4 separate regions of the Mus musculus genome follow, and all the other regions are linked to region 3. Evidence: chromatin contacts called from public Hi-C and HiChIP or PLAC-seq data. All regions are on one chromosome and are shown on one strand. Each heading gives the region's core, a stretch centred on a gene start, on an enhancer-like site or on the middle of the called end of the contact. The rest is flanking DNA. Distances are from core to core; before and after follow the strand shown.

Region 1 (3,303 bases), core at 6-2,505, 430 kb before region 3:
AATATGCCATACACAGCTTCTGGAAGACAGCAAGCAAAGGTGACAGGGATCAAGCGTTTGACTGACTTGAGTGATACCTGTTAGCAGCTAAAAGTTGACGAGGTACAAGCTAAACCGAACTAGTTCCCCCCCTTTCTCCTTCAAAGCAAAACCGAAAACAGCACACACACACACACACACACACCCTCTAGCACTCTCAAACTGGAGCTCTTTAAAGACCCCGAGGACTTACGCTCAAGGCATTATTCAGAAAACACTGAGCCCGGTCGTTCGTCACAGGCAATTGTTAAAGGCTTTCAAAGAGCCGATCAAACGCGGCCAGAGTAATCTACATTGGAGTCCGGATGGTGGAGTTACGGCGTACACCTGCGGGATGTTTGCTGTCGCTGCCCCTCGCAGAGCTACAAATCTTGATTAAAGCTCCCTGCCTAACTGCCTAAGTTGCTCCCCAGTTTGGAAAGTTTCTTGGGACAGTTTATTTTGACCAGAGAGCTGTTTAGACACTGCAGCCAGAGAGGAGTTGAAGCCACCAAGGTGGGGAGGGACAGGGGCGGTGAGCAACTGGGAAGGTCTGTTTCTTGCATGGACTTTTTTGAACAGAGCCTTCATCCAAGCAGAGACAACCGAGATAGAAGTCCTGATTCGTGGCTTGCCTTTGAGTTCCTGTGTCTCCAAAACTCCTTTCACTGTCTTTGCCACAACTTTTTGTTGGATGGCAATACCAGTTCGTAGCTTTCCTTAATCTATTCCCACAGGTGTCCACCCTAGAGCCTGTTTCCAGCTTCGACCAGCACTCCTTTTCTAGTACAAAACTTTATCTCCCCCCGCCCCTGCCCCAGTCCGACTCTAGTTTGAAACTTTCGCTTTTGATTCATTTGTTTGAGATTATTTCCCCTCCTTTTCTGCGTTGGCTAGGTTTCCACTGTTTTTACCCTGAGGGACAAAAAAATGTGAAGTTGTGAGAAAAGACGATGCGAGGGTCGGACAGTTGGAGGCGGGAGGGACGTCAACGTCTGTCTGCAGTCAGCTAGTAAGTCCGCAAGCCCTCTGCAATCCCTGTGTGACCCATTTGGGGAGTGGGGTGGAGACTAACCGGCTGCCCGCAATGCCAAGATCAACACTCGGAGCGAATGTTATCAATAGACCAATTTTCTGCTCTTACCCGGGGCTTTTTTGTTTCATTCCTAAGTGGAGAGTGTCTGAGCTGCGCAAGACGCAACTGCACGGAGGCGCCCGGAAAGAGAGGGCGCTAGAAGCGGGAGACGCAAATATGGAAATTAACTCATTAGGAAGGGGTGTGGTTAGCGCGAAGCCCCCTCCTCCATCCCTTCCTTTCTCCCTCGCTGCCACCGTCCTGGCTTGCTAAATATGAGATTACAAACAAACAAATAAAGCAGAAGCTGACTACGCTGACTACGCAGCCCCAGATCAAGCACGCTCCAGATAATTCTCTGCACTCAGCGCCGAGGCCAGTTCTGCCACACAGCACCCGCCCCTGCCGCCACCGGGGGCTGCGGCGTTCCCTGCGCCATCTCCCGCCGCCCGGGACTGCAGCGGGGCCGCCGTCACCTTTCGAAGGCGCAGCACGTGGTCCCAACACTCGGCGGGGTGCACGTTTTAAACCCTAAGACGCCAGCTTCAGCCACTGTGGCGCCCTTCCGAGGGCCTCTGCTGACCTCGAGGTTCTTCTGCAAAGGCCCTGGGTGCTGGTGTGCTCTGAGGGAGAAAACAATCGAGCTTAGAAAAGAATGTTCCCGAGTCTCTGACCTGGGCTCCCCCCGCCCTCTGCGGTGCCGTACTCCCAGCGCGAGATTGCAGTGTACCAGGGCTCGGGTGAGACAAAAATTGGCACCAAGGCGGAAGCCTGCTTAGCGTCAGAGCCCGAGGTTGAGATATTAACAAAAGACGAGGTGCCTAGGAGTGAAGTCTGTGGGGTTGGACCGCCTGGGGTGCAAAATTCAGTGTCTAAATAAAATCGTGCGTGCGGGGGGGTGGGGTGACAATTAAAATGAAACAAAATGCGAAACTCGTCCTCAGTTGAGTCGGTCTTCCTACTCTCTAAGTCTTTATACAACCCTGTATCTAAGTCCTCAAAGCGAGGCGTAGTATAAGGCTTTAGGCAAAAATGATACTTCTAATGGCTGTCCTTCCGGCGACCGACCTCCCCGCCCCGGCTCCCATCCTAGTGCTCCCGTAGCTGCGGGCCCCTTGGAGGAGGCTGCGCAGTCCCAAGCTTCCCGCTGCCCGCAGGCCACCGCGTCTCAATGCGGGTATTGTCCGCCGCGGGTGGGGAGGCCAGACGACCAACACACAAGAATAGCAATGTGCCCGACTCCTGTTAAGAGAAAGTTTCCAAATGTCCTCCTTGTGCTGAAATACTACTTTTTAAAAAGTGCGAGTGCGTGTTTCGGTGGGCAAAGATTCGTTTTTGAAAGTCCACTCTCAATTCCTCAACGTTTTCCACTTCTTTTAAGTTCTCAGAAAAGGAGAGAGTGGGCAGAGAAGTGACTCGATTTGGGGGGTGGGGGATTGTAAATATGGTTGACGGTCAGTGGGACGGTTTTGAAATACCGGCAGTTGTCACCCAGGTCTGGTTCGGGGACGCGGGGACAGATGCTCGGTTGGCGCACAGAGTGGGAGGAGGGCCCCGGGGCGCGTGTGCTCAGAAGCGTTTCGCACCTCCTGTTTATCTTAGAAAGGCGCGGAGGGGTGGGTGGGAGCGAATTGTTCCTTTTCCCCGACAGGCAGTATTAGTTGACTAAAATGGAGAGGCGGGCACACACAAAAACAAAACCTCCACAGGCTGCGAGTCTCTCTCCTCTGACCCGAATTCCAAAGGCTGGGACTTGCCACTCAGAAGACCCTAGCGTCCGCGGTCTTGTGACCACAGCAGAAGCAGCGGTGGATGCCTTTAGAACTGGGCCTTTGGGGACAAGGGTGATGAGGCTATCTTTCTAGCAGCGGGGACACCTTCCTTCCATGAGTGGTCTTTCTTGTGAGAGGGTCTCTGGGTACTCTCAGCTTTTCCCAGGCATTTGAGAAATAATGGCTCAAGTCCCTTGCCAAACTGTCTGAGACAAGTATATTCCAAGACCCTGCAATACTAATTCCGTTTTTTTTTTTTTTTTTTTTTAAAATCACACCAGAACAAAATAAGACCAAACCAACCAACCAACCAAAACAAAGCAAAACAAAACGCAGACCCCTGCTCTCCCTGTCCCACAGCCAAATTCACCGTAAGGGCGCCCAAAGGGTTGTGGCTATTTGCAAGTCGTGTTAATTTGGTGAGCTGACTGGATGCCT
Region 2 (2,994 bases), core at 422-2,921, 330 kb before region 3:
AAGGCCCATAATGTACTTGAAGGAAGACCTGTAGGGCAGGAGGTATTATCTTTAGGAAGTCACCAGGCAGCACTAAAAAGCAATGTCCATGTCCAATCAAAACGATTTCTGGGGCTGCTGGGGCTCCTGCATCTCAGTCTTCACACTAGACTGGAAACCCTTTGTACTAATTACCAGACTGTACCAGATTTTCTGGTTCAGTTCAATCCTATAATTGACTGACAGTGATGGGCAAGCAAGGGGGGAATTCAGGCTCGCTGCTGCAAGCGGAGGGTCAGAAATGGCTCAGACAGCTCATCCCAGCCTGGCCCCAAAATGAGGCTGAGTAGCCACCATCAGCGTGCACTTTTAATTCCCATGGTAAGAAAAAGAGGAAAACACAGCAGCCCGGAGCTGCCTGAATCTTACAGAAAATCATAGCATGCAACTGGTCTTTGTAAAAGGAATGGAGAGCAGTAATTTTAGCTGTCACCTATTTATTTTGCTTTTGGTTAGTATGTATCCCCCTGACTCCAAAATTCAAGTGGGGCATCCAGCAGACATTAAATAGACTTTGAGCCCGTTTGTAGAAACTCAGAGAAACAATGTTGCTATTTCCTCTTACAGCTTAAAAAAAAAAATCAGCAAAGATTGAGGCGTGTTGAGCTCGTGAAGTGTGGTGCATCGGAGTTGAGCACTCCAAAGCACTTTATGTCAACTTCCTAACACCCTTACTTGCCTGCCATTCCCTGTGTAACCCTAGCAAGCTCATGACATTTGTCTATAAAAATCAGAGTTTAAAACTGTACAAGAATAATTTCCATGAAGTTAGAGTTAGTGCACTAAAAAAAAAAAAAAAAAAAAAAAAAAAAAAAAAAAAACCAAAAACCAAAAAAAAAAACACCAAACCAAACCAAGCCAACCCCTCACAAACAACGTCACAGTGCACTCTTTCAGATAGTTATGGTCCATACCACTGGGATTCACCCTGGGCTCTTTATATTCTCACTTACTTAATAAAGGAAAAGAGCAACTCTAGCCTTTGCACTGGGAGACATTAAAGCACAGGTGTCAGACCCAGGGTCAAAACAGGAACCAGGCAGGGCCTTTCGGGAGGCAAGGGAGAATTATGTGCTATCATGTGGAGGTCAATTGACTTGAAACTTAATCACAGGTTAAGCCCCCTTTCTTTCCATTCTAAAGGAGAAGCAGCACCTGTGCCAGCAGCCACTCACCCTGCACTTGACACAGCAGCCACGACAATTTTTTAGTTACAAGTCAATTACTTACTGGAATAGAAAGAGGCTTTCACTCATCCCATGGATGGCCACTGTTCTGGAGAAATCTGTCAGGTTTGCTAGAGGAGGAAGAAGAAGAAGCAAGAGGAGGAGGAGGAAGAGGAGAACAGAGACAGGTGGAAGTTAAAAAATCCATGGTTCTCCACAAAGTTTCCGAGCTAGGCCAGCCCACCCGGGCAGAGAAGCTGCGCGCGCAATCCCTTACCTTCTCGGTACTGCCCAGAGCTCTTGGGGGTGAGGCCTGTCCCAGCAGACAAGTCCTGGGACCTTCCCCATCAGAGGATCAAGGTTGGGTGCGAGGGTGTGGCCGTGCACCTGAGGACAGGAGCCAGCTAAGTGTGGACAGAGAGAGCCAGCAGGAGAGTGTCCCCTGCCACAGTCAGCCCTGAGCAGGGACTTGGAACACACTGGCTGTGGACTTTTGTTCAAAGCTGTCGTTTTTTTTTCTTTCCCTTTATTTCTTCTTTCTTTCCTTCTTTTTCTTTTTTTTCTTCTTCTTTATTTTTTTTTTTAGTGAAGCTAGATTAGTTCATACAAAACTCAACAATGCAGCACTGAAACCCATTGTTGATATTCAACATTTTTCACATAGCGGAACAGAATAGACAATACGGTATCTAAGAAACCATGGGCTGGATTGCACGCTGATGATGCTGTGTCCTTCTAGGGGCCTGTAATCCCTTTTTATTACCTACCACAGTAAAAACAAAACAAAACAAAGCAGCAAAGAAAAAACAAACAAAAAACAAAAAACAAAACAAAACTAAACCCAAAACAAGCAAGCAAGCAAACAAACAAAACCCCCAACAAGACGTGTTTGGGACTCTCTCAGAATAAATCTATGACATTGCTCTTCTTAGAAATAGGAGAAATTGACAGGGAATCCCAGCACTAAGTCCTGAGGCACCATTCCCACTCAAGCAAGTTACTGATTTTAAAAACTACCGTTATCCTAACTTGTATGTGAACACCCACGGGCTTTTAACAACAAGATTATTTGAAGATGTTTGTTTAAGCCCAATATTTAAAATTAACTTGATTTTTCCCATGCCTTAAGAAAAATACCTGGAAAGTGACTTGTTTCAAGGTCCCTAGGACCAGAGCTAAGATGGCACAGACCATTGTTATGAACTTGTGTTGCTATTATTAATGAGTTATTATTTATTTCGCTATTAAGAGAATAGTAATTTCCAGGGTTTGGGGAGGGGGTTGGTTACCTCTTACCTAGCTCAGTGAACAATTTTTTACCTTTAACATCATGTTTCAATTTTACTATTTCAGTTTGAAAATGTGTACTGGTAAAACCATTCTTAACCGGGTGGCGATGCCCATTAACCTTTCTGGTGATCTGGCCCAATCCCTTTAAAAAACGCAATCCAGTTCCCACGCTTTTCTCAAGCCTCCCAATGGCCTAGGTAGCCACAGAAGTGATTGTTCCAACTGGGTTCTTTTCATCACTTCTGCAATTGACCAATTGACAACTGATTGATGGTTATCTTTTCACTTCAACAATGAAGGAAATTACCATCACTATAGCTATGTACAGTAAATGCCTCCGGAGTAAATTACATGATTCTAAAATTCTCCTTAGCTCACTTGGTAAAAACATCAACACAAAAAACTTTCTTTTTTGTGCTGCTTTGCAGCATCCCAGATTTGGCCTTTCCTGTCAGCTGCAGAAAGAGAACTTGACAGCTTCTTTAAAAGGGGAGCATAA
Region 3 (3,260 bases), core at 554-3,053:
CTATTTCCACTGGATCTTCCTTACAAATGCACTAGGCTGTGGGATCCTGCGATGTTGGGTCTCTCTTACTCTCTTGCTTGCAGCAGAGACTCTAATTTTGTTGCAGCTCTTGCCTTGGATGTGTCGATAGATGGGTACTCAGCTCTGATTAGTGTTTATGACGCGGGCATGTGCCAGTCTAAACAAAGCTAGTCATTCTATAGGACAGCAGTGGGACACTATGAACGGGGTAAAGCTAGTTCTACATAAGAGCTCACAAAACACAAGAAAAGGGTGTCATTTCCCAATGCCAGTTCTACTGTTCTCTTAGAATATTTTATTATTATTTTTATTTGTGTGTCCAAATGTGTGTGTATGCATGTGCATGCACGTGTACATATGTGTATGTATAAATGTATGCCTCTCGTGTATGCGTCTGGCTATGGAGGTCAGGAGAGAGCACGGGATGCCCTGGAGCTGGGCTTATAGGCAACTGTCAGCCATCCAACATGAGTGCTGGGAACTGAACCTTCCAGGTTCTCTGGAAGGACAACAAGTGTTCCTAACCACTGAGCTTGCCTATCCCTTACCATTCTACTAACTAAAGGCCATGTTTTGTTGCTGGTGTGAGGAAAGATTTTGGACTTGGGAGGAGTCAAGCTCAGCATTCAGCTCCTAAGGCAGGCTCAGTACTTCAGTACCCCATGCAGGCTCAGTACCTCAGTACCCCAAGCAGGCTTAGTACCTCAGTACCCCATGCAGGCTCAGTACCTCAGTACCCCATGCAGGCTCAGTACCTCAGTACCTCATGCAGGCTCAGTACCTCAGTACCCCATGCAGGCTCAGTACCTCAGTACCCCATGCAGGCTCAGTACCTCAGTACCTCATGCAGGCTCAGTACCTCAGTACCCCATGCAGGCTCAGTACCTCAGTACCCCATGCAGGCTCAGTACCTCAGTACCCCATGCAGAGAGCTCTGAATGTGAGCCTGTGTTCTTATAATGAAAGACTGTTTCACCTCATAGGTAGAGGAGCAATGTGAAGACCTGGGTATGGTGCAGGTATAGAGTCAGGGCTTAGGAGACTCTGGAAGCATTACTAATAAAATAAAATAAATAAAAATCCATATTTCCAGAAGCCAAGAATCAACCTTATTTTAGGCAACATGTTCTCGGGCATGAGAACTCAGAAGTGAGTCAGGAGATGGGGTTCTATTTTGGGCTCAAGAACTTTAGTCACAGGAACTAGCAATTTCCCTGAGACTCTGTGCCATGATTGTAAAAGAGGGTTCTTGTCTGTTTATCTGCATGCATATACAGGATATAACCTTTGTAAGTAAGAATAAAGCACATAAAAAATACTTTCAGTAATATTGTCCAAACCACTTTCTCTGTTGTCTACTTTCCTTAAATTCTGTCACCTGTCAAGTTGCCAACAGCTCTGCCTAGTGAATAACCATTCACAGCTATGGAACCCTCCTACCTTGTTTCCTAGAGTTACCAGGAAACCTGAAGTCCTGGAGTGCTTCTGACCAAGTCCCCCTGGCTCTGTCTCTTCCCTGTGCTTTCCTGTACATAGTGAAAGGAACAGAGAGACAGAATGGTTTCCGGGCTTTCCTTGTGAAGCCATGCTCGGAAATGGATTTGCTGGGGTCTGGTGAGACAACACAAACTCAATTCTAGCTCCAACACTGAAGCTTCCTCTCAATGGAAGCAATCAGTTAGTCCTTTCTGCCATGCTTTCCCTTCCCTGTCCCTGGCTACGGCTGAGCGCTTGCTGGAAGTGCTTGCTGGGAGGTTTTGAAGACCGTCCTTCCTGGTAGAGCTTTTCTTTGGTAACAAAGTTGGTACAGAACCCCTAATAGTCAGACATGATTAAGACCTTTGGAAGCAATTCTTCAAAAGCTAACGAACTCATGTACTGACTTCATTTAGACATTGCAAGATTTCAGGACTCTCTGCTGCCGAATGAGAGTCATCCCTCCCCACACTGAGCTCTGCCTGTCCCTCTGCTGTCTCTGTCCATTTAGCTGAGTGGTATCTTCCGACAGGGCATGTGGCCAGAGAAACAGAAACGGTGCAAAGACACCAATGTCACAAGCCACAGGAATAAAAAGAGACTTGAGCAGTCTGCATAGAAGCCAGCTCTGTGCTGGAGGAGCCATCACACAGCTGTGGCAACTCTGTCATTTTTTTTTATTTGCCTACAGTGACACCTGCTGGAAACAAAAATAAATCTAAGTTTTAAAATACAAAAGCAAGCTTTGAGAACCATCAGCCATATATCATCTTTGTCTTCATCTTCATCATTGTTGTCATCATCATCACTTTGACTAAAACTACATTCCTTAAACATCGATTTGACTCAGGGTTTTGCTTTGGAAGTTCCTTTTTGTACAAGCTGAGAAGCTAAAGGTACTTTCAGCTCGATGACGTCATCATTTTCCTTGGGACCAAGAAGCTGGAATTCACACCCTTACGATGCATGCTGGTTCTAGGAGGAAGCCTTTATAAGCAGTTTGATTGTGTTATATAGCCTTCTGAAATGGTGCGTTAAAGCATGGCGTATTGACTACAGTGTGTGGGAAGGGATTTTGGAACTCTAAGATAATATCAAGATAGCTCTCAGTGGTTGAAATATTTAACAGGAACATATTCATAAGAAGTGCAGTTGCACAAAACCATCTTGTCCTTGGGTTTTGGGCTTCATGTTTAAAGCATGTTCACAGTGCCCACTACTCTGCATATTGAACAACCAATTGGAGCACCTACAGATTACCATTGATTTCAACATTAACTAGGCACACTCAGGATTTCCACAATCATGTGACACAGGGGGGGATTTGAACACTTAATTAAGATCCATTGTCGTCTTTAGAATTCACGAAAGTTCCCATCAACCAAGAAAGCACAAACATCCAGATGGTGCCACCTTTCATCGAGGATTCTCACCCCATGATTTGGCATTTACAGTTATTATTAATACAGGGCACATTTACAGAACAAGATAAAGATATCATCTTTGAAGTGGAAACTTAAAGGGTTCTCTGGAAAGTCAGTTGTGTCGAATGGTGTTTTGCTGGGGCAAGCTCGTGAAGGAACTTTCCATTAAAGTGGACACAGGAGTGAAAAACTAAGGCAGGCTCATGAGGGAATGCTTGGCTGAAGCAGACACAGAAGAGAGGATGTTCTGCTAAAGCAGGCATATGCAAGGACACATGACGAAGAATTCTTTGCTAATGACATGCATGTATTGGGCTACCTTACATCACATAGTTGATC
Region 4 (3,235 bases), core at 598-3,097, 280 kb before region 3:
TTAGGTGCAGTTAGCACGCAGTGCTGGTTGATGCATGAATGCCTGGGTAATTCTAGACTCACGCTGTCTTCACCTGCCCTCTTTGACTTGCTTTCTCCCATGAAGGTGGCTGCGACCTTTCAGGGCCAAGTTAACCCAGAGTACAAAGCGGGATTTGTGTGACACTGTATGAAGTGGCTTTTTGCTCAGAGCTGTTAATAAACAAACTATGTTTTGGTAATGACACATAGGCAGTGCTTTCCAAAGGACAGCTGACTAAACCCAGGGCAGACTCAGTGGTCCGTTGCATACTCACACTGTGTCATGAGCCCCATATCCTGTATGTATGTTTCTAATGATGTTAGAACAAGGAGGTAAGAGGCCACCACAGAGATGAGGGTGCTCCTGCCTCCTGGGAACCTCTGAGATTTGATAACTCTGTTTCCAACTGTCTGGATCACACAATTATCAGCAGTGAACACTATTGCCTGCTGCTGGATCATATACAAATATTCAGATTTTTGTTTTCCTCCCCATTCTGAAGGTTATCTCTCTGGTTGCTCTGAAAATTAACTGACAACCATTTCCCATGATGCTCTAAGGGCTGTCAAGCTGTCTGTCAAGCTGTCAGCTGACCAGTCGTTCCCATGGTTCTTTTAGACTTCCGTATGATAAATTGAAAGGCCCCGTTATCTGTCTGTGGTGAAGGGGAGCTGTCTGGGCTTTGATAAGATATCACTTCTCCCAGGTGAGAGGTGGCTGACAGCATGCCCAAGCCAATCAACATCTCAGAGCAGAGCTGGGGGCAAGAAGCCAGGGCCACAGTTTACAGCCGGCATTGGATACTGCTTGCTACTTTTCTTTGTACAGAAGTTTCAGACTCATTCTTCCAGGTACCAACAGTTATTTCTCCTTTTAGCTTCCAAATAACAACTGCTACTCTTTCACCATGGAGAGAGAACCTTAAAGCTGAAAACAAAGTCTGTAAGTTTGGGTTCACAGCACACAGGCTGTCTGCCTCCTGTCCACCAGACCCTGTTCCCTAAAGTCACATGCATCCACCTTCCAGAAGAGACACATAAAAAGATACATGTTCCTACCAAATGAGCAAATTTTGATATCTAATATAAAATACATTTAATTACTTGTGCCTGGGTCGGCATCATCAATATGACCAGGCTTAGATTTAGTATATTAGTTTATACTTTAGTGTTGGTTAGGAAATCAGTGAAATAATGACACAGATTTTACTTTTAAAGCTTTTCGCTCCTTGTGTTGGATATATACATGTGCACGTGGGCGCATCAGAGGACAAGGCTTGTGGAGTTGTACTTCTCCGTTAGCCTTTGTGTGAGTTGCAGGGATTGAACTTGGGCCATTTGGGCTTGCATGACAAACACTTTACCTTGTGAGAAAAAAGAAAAAAAAAAGCCCTTGATGTTTTAATAGTTCTGAATTACACTACTATAGTATAGTATGAGTTGAATTTCATGTGCGATATGCATAAAGGGGAGAGCAGATGCAGTAGACCAGTCAGGGAAGGCTTTGAGGAGAAGGAGATTCTGAGGGACATCTTCCTAGAAATGGATGTATTTCAGTTATCAGCTTGCATTTACAATCAGGACCTGTGGGTAACAGGCCAAGCTCCCAAAGTGCTGACTCTAGGCAAGAATTCTTTTGCCCTTTGAGCTTCATCTCCTGCCTGTGATCCCCTCTCTCCCTCCTGCAACTCTGACGCGTGCTGACTGGCTGTCACACAAATGACTGAATGTTCCCTTTGGCAATCACTCAGAGAGACAGACTGTTGTTTCTTGTGTTCTTAAGCAGGATAAAAGTACGGCAGCTGCTAACATCACCACCTTGTGTACAAACAGTTTTTTGCACAGTCTCTTGTCATTAGTGCCTAGTGATCTCACAGAGCGAGGGAGAATTCCTATGACAGACAACAGTCAAGCAACTTTGTAATGTGGAGTCTGAAAAAGGCTTGTTTTTCCGTTCATGATAACTAGCTGTGCATGTAATACTCCTCAAATAAGCAAGAATAGCCCAGAGCCCTCAGGGACTGAGAATCTGTCAGGCCTGGGGACAATGACTCAGGAGAAAAGATAAAGGGGGTGTGAGATGGCTCAGCTGGCAAGGGCCTAAGTTCGATACCCACATGGTAGAAGTAGGGAGTTGACTTCCGCAGATTATCCTCTGACCTCCACATACTCACTGTGGCATGGGTGACCTACCTGCCACAAATTAATCAATAAAAATGTAATGAAATTTTCTAAGATGAAAGACGAAAAACTTGAGCCCTGCTTGGTGCCAGGCAAGGCCTTGACTCAGAGTCACATTCGCTGAGCCCTTTTGACTTGCAAACTGGTTAATGTTGGATGCAATTATTTACACAAAGGCATAATTTTGGTCTCCATCCAGTGAGGGAAACCTCTTGAGGTTCCGAATACCAGATCTCCTACTGGCTTCCAGCATGTCAGAGTACCCAGGGAGGTGCAAATTCTCAGTCGTCCTTGGAGAGCATCTAGGTTGACCACCACATCCCTTTCCACAAGGAAATCCTTTGTCACTTCCTGCCTTTCGGCTAAAATCAAGTGTAAGAAATACCTTCTATTCCACCGAAGGAGGTGGTGGCTTGGGAGGAAGGGAGGGAAATATCCAAGCAGGCCTCAAAGGACTCTCAAAAAACTCCAGTTCATTTCTAGAAAGAAAAAATTAATTAATTTTATATTAGATTTTTCATAGGCTTTTTCTTTTGCTAACTGAACTCATTAAATTGTATTAGCTCACTGGCCTAGGAAGTCAGGTCAGGAAGTAAAAATGCTTCCCTTGGACCTGAGTTGGATCCCAAAGCCCAGGTTTAAAAAGCCAGGCCTAGTGGAGCGCACTTGTAATCTGGGCTAGGGAGGCAGACTCAGGTGTATGCCTAGGACTTCCAGATCATGTAGCCTCGCCTAACCAGGGAGCTCCAGGCCAATTACAAACATGGTTCAAATAAGATGACAGCTCCTGAGGTTGATGTTGGACTCCATACTCAGGTGCACACATGCACGCATGCACGCACACACATATGCGTATGTATATAAATACACAACTAAGCATTTATCAGCTCACATAGCAAAATAACTATTATAAACTGCTGGGAAAAAAGGTTTTGATTGCTGTGGTAGAACACATTGAACAAAAGCAACTTGGGAAGGGGGGGGGTTACTTTATCTCACTGCTTTCAGGTGAATCTTCATCCCTGGGGAAGTCA

What was found. Hi-C and Micro-C count contacts between places; a contact is called where the count stands out from the background. HiChIP or PLAC-seq counts read pairs in DNA pulled down with a chosen protein or histone mark.
Region 1: a contact with region 3 is called in an H3K27ac HiChIP or PLAC-seq map of oligodendrocyte precursor cells, with 10 times the contacts expected there. The contact joins two enhancer-like sites. A contact is called at or near these places in 4 of 484 Hi-C or Micro-C datasets (cerebral cortex, cortical neurons, embryonic retina and 1 more) and 13 of 115 datasets of contacts at active chromatin or transcription factors (craniofacial prominence, differentiating embryonic stem cells, embryonic basal ganglia and 9 more).
Region 2: a contact with region 3 is called in an H3K27ac HiChIP or PLAC-seq map of VIP interneurons, with 4 times the contacts expected there. The contact joins the promoter of Sox2ot here to the enhancer-like site in region 3. A contact is called at or near these places in 1 of 484 Hi-C or Micro-C datasets (cerebral cortex) and 4 of 115 datasets of contacts at active chromatin or transcription factors (VIP interneurons, astrocytes, embryonic basal ganglia and 1 more).
Region 4: a contact with region 3 is called in a Hi-C map of neural progenitor cells, with 1.7 times the contacts expected there. The contact joins two enhancer-like sites. A contact is called at or near these places in 8 of 484 Hi-C or Micro-C datasets (Sertoli cells, cerebral cortex, cortical neurons and 3 more) and 1 of 115 datasets of contacts at active chromatin or transcription factors (neural progenitor cells).

Annotation. Positions count from the first base shown.
Region 1 is chr3:34,662,378-34,665,680 of GRCm38.p6, reverse strand. The region is part of intron 4 of Sox2ot (SOX2 overlapping transcript (non-protein coding)); the gene reads right to left. Among named protein-coding and RNA genes, the nearest start is that of Sox2, 14 kb to the right of the region's middle. Within about 2 kb of position 1,255, at least 82 of the 459 cell types and tissues checked have an H3K27ac peak or open chromatin away from gene starts, as enhancers often do. A contact at or near this core is called in cerebral cortex, cortical neurons, embryonic brain and 3 more, where this site is marked.
Region 2 is chr3:34,559,058-34,562,051 of GRCm38.p6, reverse strand. It overlaps Sox2ot (SOX2 overlapping transcript (non-protein coding)), which reads right to left and starts at 1,671. Exons shown (of 5, transcript NR_015580.2): 1 at 1,483-1,671; 2 at 1,270-1,336.
Region 3 is chr3:34,230,999-34,234,258 of GRCm38.p6, reverse strand. No RefSeq gene overlaps it. Among named protein-coding and RNA genes, the nearest start is that of Gm52623, 34 kb to the left of the region's middle. Within about 2 kb of position 1,803, at least 38 of the 459 cell types and tissues checked have an H3K27ac peak or open chromatin away from gene starts, as enhancers often do. A contact at or near this core is called in VIP interneurons, cerebral cortex, cortical neurons and 4 more, where this site is marked.
Region 4 is chr3:34,507,938-34,511,172 of GRCm38.p6, reverse strand. No RefSeq gene overlaps it. Among named protein-coding and RNA genes, the nearest start is that of Sox2ot, 51 kb to the left of the region's middle. Within about 2 kb of position 1,847, at least 26 of the 459 cell types and tissues checked have an H3K27ac peak or open chromatin away from gene starts, as enhancers often do. A contact at or near this core is called in forebrain and neural progenitor cells, where this site is marked.